Linked DNA regions of Mus musculus: region 2 is linked to region 1. A link is a contact called in public Hi-C data. All regions are on one chromosome and are shown on one strand. The core of a region is the stretch at or near the end of the contact, and the rest is flanking DNA. Distances in the headings are between cores, read along the strand shown. Region 1 overlaps Cacnb4 (calcium channel, voltage-dependent, beta 4 subunit). Region 2 overlaps Cacnb4 (calcium channel, voltage-dependent, beta 4 subunit).

Region 1 (4,014 bases), core at 1,030-3,529:
GCTCATGATTTCTTCAAAATTTAAAACCCAGGAGTTACGATTTATATAGAACTAGAAAATTTGGGCACCACAAAAATTATTATTCTGGAAAATTTGAATTCTGCCTTAATCCATCCCCACTTATCTACAGCCATATGTGTGGTTGTTCTGGAATATGACAATATGCTTCTATTCAGATGCCCTACTCTTTATCAAACAAAAAAACTAGAGCCCCAAATTAAGCCTGAGTCCCCAGACTAGAGGACATCACATCTCAGAACCACATGAGCAGGCATGGCAGTCAGAACCTGTAGTCCCAGCATTCAGGCAGCTACGGCAGAGGGGTTTCAGCAAGTGAGAGGTTAGACTGGGCTACAGAGTGAGACTCTGGGAAGGAAGGAAGGGAGGGAGGAAGAGGGAGGGAGGGAGGGAGGAAAGAAGAAGGAAGGAAGGGAGGACAGGGGAGGGAGGAAAGGCGGGAGGGAAGGAAGGAGGGAGAAAAAAAGGTGTAATAGAAACTCAGATAAATATGGGGCTCACTTGGTTCAAATCTCACAGCAGGGGGAGAGTTATAAACCAGCTCCGGATGGCTTGGTCGTCTTAGAGAGCTGTTACTGGAAAACAAAACTGAACCAAAAGAGAACTGGTGACCAAGCTCCTTCCTACAGTGAAGGCCTCTAGATCCTCGTTGCCTGGAATGGAGCAGATTCTCTCTGTTCTCAGTTTCCTTCTTAGGAGAAGGTGGAAGTTGCTCACCAGTGTTTTCTGATGTCATGCAGCTCAGTTGAACTTTTCTTTTTTGCCTTTTTTTCCTTTTTTTCTTTAACAAAACAATGAAATTATGAGTGAGCTCGACATAGGAGAGAGAAGTTCAGAAGTATAAGCTCTGCCCATGTTGATGCTCACAGCGGTCCCAGGAAATCTCCTCACAACTTTTATTGCTACACGGGATAATTTGATGCTGCCTTAAATAATTATCAAGGCATAAAGGTTCAAGAAGTTAGAACACGGTGGTATTCCAAGCACCTGCAGCTTATAGATGCAGCCACCCAGGCCAGCACCACTTGGCTTCAGTATCCCGCTACAACTTCTGTACATTCTATTGCTGTAAAACTTGAGCACAGTGGTGGATACCTATGGCTCCTGGACAAAGGAGGCTGAGGCAGGAGGATTAGGAACTCAAAGTTATCTAGATACATATTGAGAGACTCTGCCTCAAAAAATGTTTGTTCGTTCCCGAGCCTTTATGAAAAGGACAATTTTTGGTCCTCCCTAAGGCTTCTAGTCACCAGAGCCTCCAGACTTAGAATGGCCAAAAACAGGAGGAATGGGAGGACGTGTAATTAAATTCATGAAGTTCAAAGAAGTTCAGCCCTGGAGAAGAATAAGTCTGCTAAGAGGATCAAGGGAAGCGATCCTCCCTTTATGAACTCACCCATGCTGTGCAGATGAGGGTAGGGAAGGTCTGTGGATTTCTCTGATTGTCCTAGGTGGACCAGCTTTGAATTCTACAGACAATAGTTGGAAGCTGAGCGGTCTCCGTTAAAAATTATTTTAAAACAATAAAATCTACAAACCATCATTTGATAATGTGTGGTCCAGCTGTTCCCCTCTCTCCATACAAAGTCTCTGCTTTAGTCTTCCATGGCAGCAAGGTGTGTGTGTGTCCTAACTTATCATAACTCCAGTGCTCACATTGACTTCAGCGACTGGGGTCATGAGTGCCAACCAGATGTGCACAAGTGCACACCAGATGTGCTCAGATCCTATACTGAGGCTTCCATGCCTGCAGAAAGGAAACCATATTTCTCACATCCTACCCACAAAGCTCCTCTTGGGTCTGTGGAGAAACACTTCATATATTAGAGATTAACTACTGAGCCAAGAAACACAACTTAGTTACCAACTGGTTGGGTTTGTTTTGTTTTTTCTGTGATCAAATGAAGCTTTCCCTTTTCAGCCAACGGTGTTAGGGCAGAGCAGTTGTGTATCCTGAAGGGCTTGTTCAAGAGCAAATCAACTGTGAGTTTTGAGGAAACTGTATAGCTATTTCCTAGAAAGAGCATGCCTAATTCATGTTTTGATTCCCTCCTGGTGTGCTGTGTGCTTTAAAGGCAACTTGGCCAGGCAGGCCATAATGGAGGGAGCCCATTTTCACTGGAGTGGTTTTCAGCTACAGAGCCAAAGCCTGCCGCCATTCATTGTTTCTGTTTTAATACGAGCCAGAGTCTGTTTAAAATCCTTGTGGCTGACGTTTACTGTACGGTGGTTCTGTGGTAGTATGTGAAGTATCTGCTAAGCACTGCAGCTATGAGTCACTCAGAAAGCCACATGACATTTTTACTGGCTTGTCCTGTTCTGTGTTCCTCTTCCTAGGATATCAATAACAAGAGTGACAGCTGACATTTCTCTTGCTAAGAGATCTGTCCTCAACAATCCTAGCAAGAGAGCAATAATTGAACGTTCCAACACCAGATCCAGCTTAGGTAAGATGTTTTCATATGGGCATTCGGTGTATGGGTGGGGAATATCTTGTCCTACTTGGGCACTGACCTACCTGGAGAAGTACTGAATATCTGTGGAGAAAGCCAGCCGTTGGACAGGACAGGGGCAGAGTCCTTGCAGCAGCCAGAATCCTTTTCTCCCTCCCTCCCTCCCTCCCTCCCTCCCTCCCTCCCTCCCTCCTCCCTCTCTTCCTCCCTTCTTCCTCATCCTCTTTCTGCCTCCATCTCTGTCTCTCTCCCCTCTCCCTCCCTCCTCCTTCTCCCCCCTCTCTGTCTCTGTCTGTCTCTCTGTCTCTGTCTTTCTGTCTGTCTCTCCCTTCCTCCCTTCTTCTTCCTCCTCCCCTCTTCCTGTCTGTCTCTCCCTCCCTACCTTTCTCTTCCTCCTCCTCTCTTCCTGTCTCTCTCCCTCCCTCCCTTCCTCCTCCCTCTCTCCCTCCCTCTCTCCCTCCCTCTCTCCCTCCCTCCCTCCCTCCCTCCCTCACTCTTCTTCCTCCCCCTCTCACTTCTAGACACTTAGTGTGGTGGGAGCCGACCTCCTCAGGCCCCTCTACCCAGTTGCTGTTGCACCATGGGGAACCACCTATCTCCTTCCCCCAAACATCCCAATAAGCTTCTGTTGTAGGCGACACATGGCTGACATGGAAGGAAAGAAGATGTTTAGAGAGGGAAGGTAATGATATTCTTGTGTGGCCAACTGGTAGACTCAGAAGAGTCACACCTTTCAGTAGAAATGGTGGCTACCATGATGGCCATGCAGAGAACTTAAACTTGTCTTTTCTGGGTACTTGTTGGAAAGCATCTTTACAAATCTTCCCATGAGGGAGACTATAAAGTTCTCAATGAGTTGGTGTGTGCATAGAAGTGAGCCACTTTGGGAAATGTTCCCCTGAGCCCATGGAAAAAATAATAACAGTTTTGGGAGCTGAGAGAGGGAGATGAACATCTGTAAATCCAGCACCTGGGAGTGGAGTCAAGAGGACCAGGAGTTCAAGGCCAGCATAGACTACAGAAGACCTTGTCTCAAAAGCAAGCAAGTAGCCAAACACAAGGAACATCACTAGTTCCAAAAATGCTGAAACACTCCAGTCTAGTGGTAAAGAGTGTTTATGAAGGGCCTCCAGCACCAGAGTCTATGACTGTCCCAGCTTTGTTTACCAGCAACAAATTTACAAAGAAGGTTCCCTTAGCACCCCTCTGAGAACCTGTCTGATTGTTGCCTTTCTTGAAGAAGATGAGATAGGTAAATAAAAGGGCCTTTGCCTCCCTTATGCCTGTAATTTGCTTATTATACTGTGTATACAGATTTTCCAAGTACTGGGCTCATCACCCACTATGTGATATGGCCTCCTTCTCTACCCAAGTTCCACCACTGCTTACAGCACAGGGCCATTGCCCAAGGGCTTTGAGCATTGCAGCAGTGACTATGAACCTACACTCCAGTTCATTGCTGGTGCATAGGAAATAAAACCCTGGTGTTTCTGAGCTATTTGGACCGAGACTTAGAGCGCCTTGTGGATTCTGGGTCCTGGGG
Region 2 (3,869 bases), core at 269-2,768, 69 kb before region 1:
TGCTTGCGAGGCATATGTTATATAACCTTTGCAAGCATCTGCTAGGTAGGGCTGGTGCCTTCTGATTGCAGCTCAACAGGAAAGACTCAGGAAATGCTGGGTGCAGGAGAGGAAAGAATTCTTTTTTTTTTTTTTTTTTAATTGAGGTCTCTAGGAGAAAAAAATGATACCAGGTTCATTGCCAATTCCCCATAAGGGATTTTTAGCAAATGTGGTAAATGCAGTAGTGACGCTGGCTCTGTACACACATTGCTTTGTGCATGCATGTCAAACACCAAAAGCCCAAGCAAGCTTCCAGTGAGTCACTGCTCCTGGGTTGAGCTTCAGCGTGACCTCACCCACCTCTGCAACCTCAGCCAAGGAATGAGTCCTCAGTACTTCTCTTCTCTACGTCTGCGTCTCCATTGCCCTTTCTTCTCTCACCCCCGCCGGTTGATTTTGTAAGCCAGAGACTAGTCAGCCAACAAGTGGACATTTTTATAATGCTGAAGGCGAGCTGAGCTCTGTCTCCCTGTTGGGTTCTGTAATGGGCAGGTGCCTGTAGAAAGTGCTTGTTAGTAGGCTCAGAGCAGGCAAGTCGAGCTGGCAGTACCTGCTCTCACAGACAGACCCCTCCCCCGCCAGAAGACCTCACACATAGCCTTTCCTGAATCAGAGCATCTTCTCAGACTGAATGAGCTTGCAGCAAGTATTTCCAGAAGTGCATTTGGCAGGTGCATGGACAGTCTCAGGGCTGCTTGGGACCCAGCTCCGGCTATTGAGTGTGTGTGAGAGATACAGAATTCCCGAAGGAACTATGGTGCAAATGTGGTCGCAGGTCACTTTGCAGTAAAATCCTAAGGGAAAGTTGGCTAGCTTCTAGTTTCTGGAGAACCATTCAGAATCCACCAGGGACTTCGGCTTTGTGGTGGAACTGACGTGACAGCAGGTGGTGCTGCCCACAGCGGCCTGTTCTAGAGGTCTGATGTCATCCCTTCTTCTTAGCTGGGTGGGTTTTTTTCTGAGGACTGTTCTTTTATTCACATCGGCCATACACAGGATGGTTCTCATTTGATGTTTCTCTCTCCTTGGGTGATCGGAGTGAACTCAGGTGTCAGGCTGTAAGCACATGTCACACCACGAGTTGTAGCACAGGGCATCAGTGTTATTCATAGATAGATAGATAGATAGATAGATAGAGACAGAGACAGAGACAGAGACAGAGACAGACACAGACACAGACACAGACACAGACACAGACACAGACACAGACACAGACACAGACACAGACACAGACACAGACACAGACACAGACACAGACACAGATATTTAAAGGGTTCAGGATTACCATCAACCTCCAGAGTCACCTCCTCACCTGACTACTTTCTGACAACATCCTGAAGGAGGACCACACCCATCTGATCTTTATTTCTCCACTTCCTGTTTTTCACCCGCACTCCCAAAGTTCCAGACTCCTCCTGTGGAAGGCCAGGCTGAAGTACCGTTCTCCTGACTGTAGAGTGCCCACCAGAACCCACATCAGCCATCTCATGCCACATGCCCTTAGCACTTGGTTAGCTGTGTTGGTGAGATCATCATAAAACCCCAGGAACACCACTGAAAGATGAGCAACGCATTCTCCTGTCACTTGACGTTCAGTTACAACCTTTAGGAGAGAGAGTGATAATGAAATTGAGGTGCCCCAGGGTGGCCACCGCCTAGAACTATCTTGTCGCAGGCAAACCAAGAAAGTTGGTTACTGAAACCTCATCGGAGAGTCATTTGTAATGTTAATAGAATTAAATTATATCAACACTACTGCAAGAACAGGAATAGCTACCATTTATATGATGCCTTGTGCCAGCCAGTGTTCTGGCTTTGTATGTATTAACTCACCAACCCTTTTTTTTTTCTTTTCTTCCTACCCTAAGATGCGCTCTCTCTCTTTCCCTGCCACTCTTAGCTCTGCCTCCCTTTTCCCTGTGCAATCACTGCACTCATGTAATTGGACAGGGAAAACTCTGCAACATTCTCTCAATTTGAAGGAGTCCTGTACAGATGAGATTTCCCAGTGTATAAGTGTGTGTGTGTGTGTGTGTGTGTGTGTGTGTGTGTGTGATACTGGACACTGAACTCAGGACCTGGCACATGCTAAGCTGCTACTTAACCATTGAATCACACCTTGGTACATCTTCTCCTTTTAAGTAGTTTTTTTATAATTTTTGGTGAAGTCCAGCTTATGAATTCTCCATCGTCTGTGCTTTGGTGTCAAGGGTAAGAGCTCTCTGCTTAGCCAGGTCTTACAGCGATTACACTGTTTTCCAGCTTAGTGGTTTGTATTTGCATCTGCGAGCCAGTCTGAGGTCATTTTTAACAAGGCTAGAAGTTAAGTTACAAACCTTCTTGCTTATGGACGTCTAACTTGTAACTTGCATTTGACAAACTCTTTGAGAGTATCAGGGAATGAGAAGCTGGGAAGGGCTCCTGGTTAGGCAGGGATGGAATGGTAAATAGTAACCCATTTGTGGGGGGAATCACCAACCCCTCTTAACAACACTGTAGATGACACACTGTCTTTATCCCATTTATAGATGGCGAAACAGAGATTCAGGCATACCTACCCATGCCCATGCAGGAGACGAGGCTTTCTGGTGTCTCTAAGTTGGCACAGGGAGTCCTTGAGAGAGCTAGTCCTGGAATAAAATCGACTCCAAACCCTGAGTGCTTTCCCTTCACTGACTGTGGCTTTCCTTCTGATGAACATCTAGCATCCTTGGTCAAGTTGAGAAGCCATTTTAACAAACACACTGATTGTGACACCTGATAAAGATTTCCTGGTGCTTGTGTAGGGTCTCCCTTTCAGTAGCACTTCCTGATTATCATCATCTTTGTCCCAACCAGAACTGTGACACCGGGTGAAGGGATGAAGCAACGCTCAGGTTATGGGTCATATTGGCTCTATAGAAAGTGAACTCGTGACCGGTGTAACAGTCAGCTCAGGCTGCCGTAAGAAAAGCCACAGGCTGATGGCTTCAATAATAGCAATGTGTTTTCTCACGGTTCTCCAGGCCCAAAGCCCAAGATCTAAGTGCCAACAGGGTTGGTTTCTGATGAGGCTGTCTCTTTCCTTTCTTGAAGTCAGTTCCTTCTCACTATGTCTTCATGTGACCTCTTTTCTGTGTTCCTTCACTAACACAATCCTAGAGCCTTGTGGTTTCTCTTCCTCTTTCTGGAAGGACAGATTTCTATTAGATCAGGACCTCTTTCTTAAGACCTCATTTAACTCTTTCCCCAAATGCAGTCATATTATAGTTAGTGTTTCAGCCAGGCATGATGGTACAGACCTGTAATCTTAGACCTTAGAAGACAGAGGTCGCCAGGCAGTGGTGGCGCACGCCTTTAATCCCAGCACCTGGGAGGCAGAGGCAGGTGGATTTCTGAGTTGGAGGCCAGCCTGGTCTACAGAGTGAGTTCTAGGACAGCCAGGGCTACACAGAGAAACCCTGTCTTGAAAAACCAAACCAAACCAAACCAAACCAAACCAAACCAAACCAACAACAACAACAACAAAAGAAGACAGAGGTCAGACAACCATGAGTATGAGGCCAGAGTGGGACACCCAATGAGTTTAAGGTCAATCTGAGCTCCTATCTCAAAACAAGTAAGAGTATACTACTTCCAATAACAAGCACCCGGAGTTTCAAGGCATGGATTCAGAGGGACATGGTTTGATCTTTGAGAACTTAACAATCTGGTTTTGTGACTGGTGATTTCTTGAGTTCGTGCTGATCCTATACTTAAATTGATAGTTTTGTACAGGGATCCACTAATGCAGTGGCATTAAATGAAGAATGTAGTATTGTTTTAACTGACTTGTTTATGCTTCAGTT

Evidence for each region. A called contact is a pair of places that touch in the nucleus more often than the background predicts.
Region 2: a Hi-C map of Th1 cells shows a contact between it and region 1, with 2.2 times the contacts expected there. The contact joins two enhancer-like sites. A contact is called at or near these places in 4 of 484 Hi-C or Micro-C datasets (Th1 cells, bone marrow-derived DN3 thymocytes, macrophages and 1 more) and 2 of 115 datasets of contacts at active chromatin or transcription factors (CD8 T cells and bone marrow-derived dendritic cells).

What each region holds. Positions count from the first base shown.
Region 1 is chr2:52,454,051-52,458,064 of GRCm38.p6, reverse strand. It overlaps Cacnb4 (calcium channel, voltage-dependent, beta 4 subunit), which reads left to right. Exons shown (of 14, transcript NM_001037099.2): 10 at 2,356-2,465. Among named protein-coding and RNA genes, the nearest start is that of A430018G15Rik, 31 kb to the right of the region's middle. Within about 2 kb of position 2,279, at least 25 of the 459 cell types and tissues checked have an H3K27ac peak or open chromatin away from gene starts, as enhancers often do. A contact at or near this core is called in CD8 T cells and Th1 cells, where this site is marked.
Region 2 is chr2:52,522,545-52,526,413 of GRCm38.p6, reverse strand. All of the region lies in intron 2 of Cacnb4 (calcium channel, voltage-dependent, beta 4 subunit), which reads left to right. Among named protein-coding and RNA genes, the nearest start is that of A430018G15Rik, 99 kb to the right of the region's middle. Within about 2 kb of position 1,518, at least 28 of the 459 cell types and tissues checked have an H3K27ac peak or open chromatin away from gene starts, as enhancers often do. A contact at or near this core is called in CD8 T cells and Th1 cells, where this site is marked.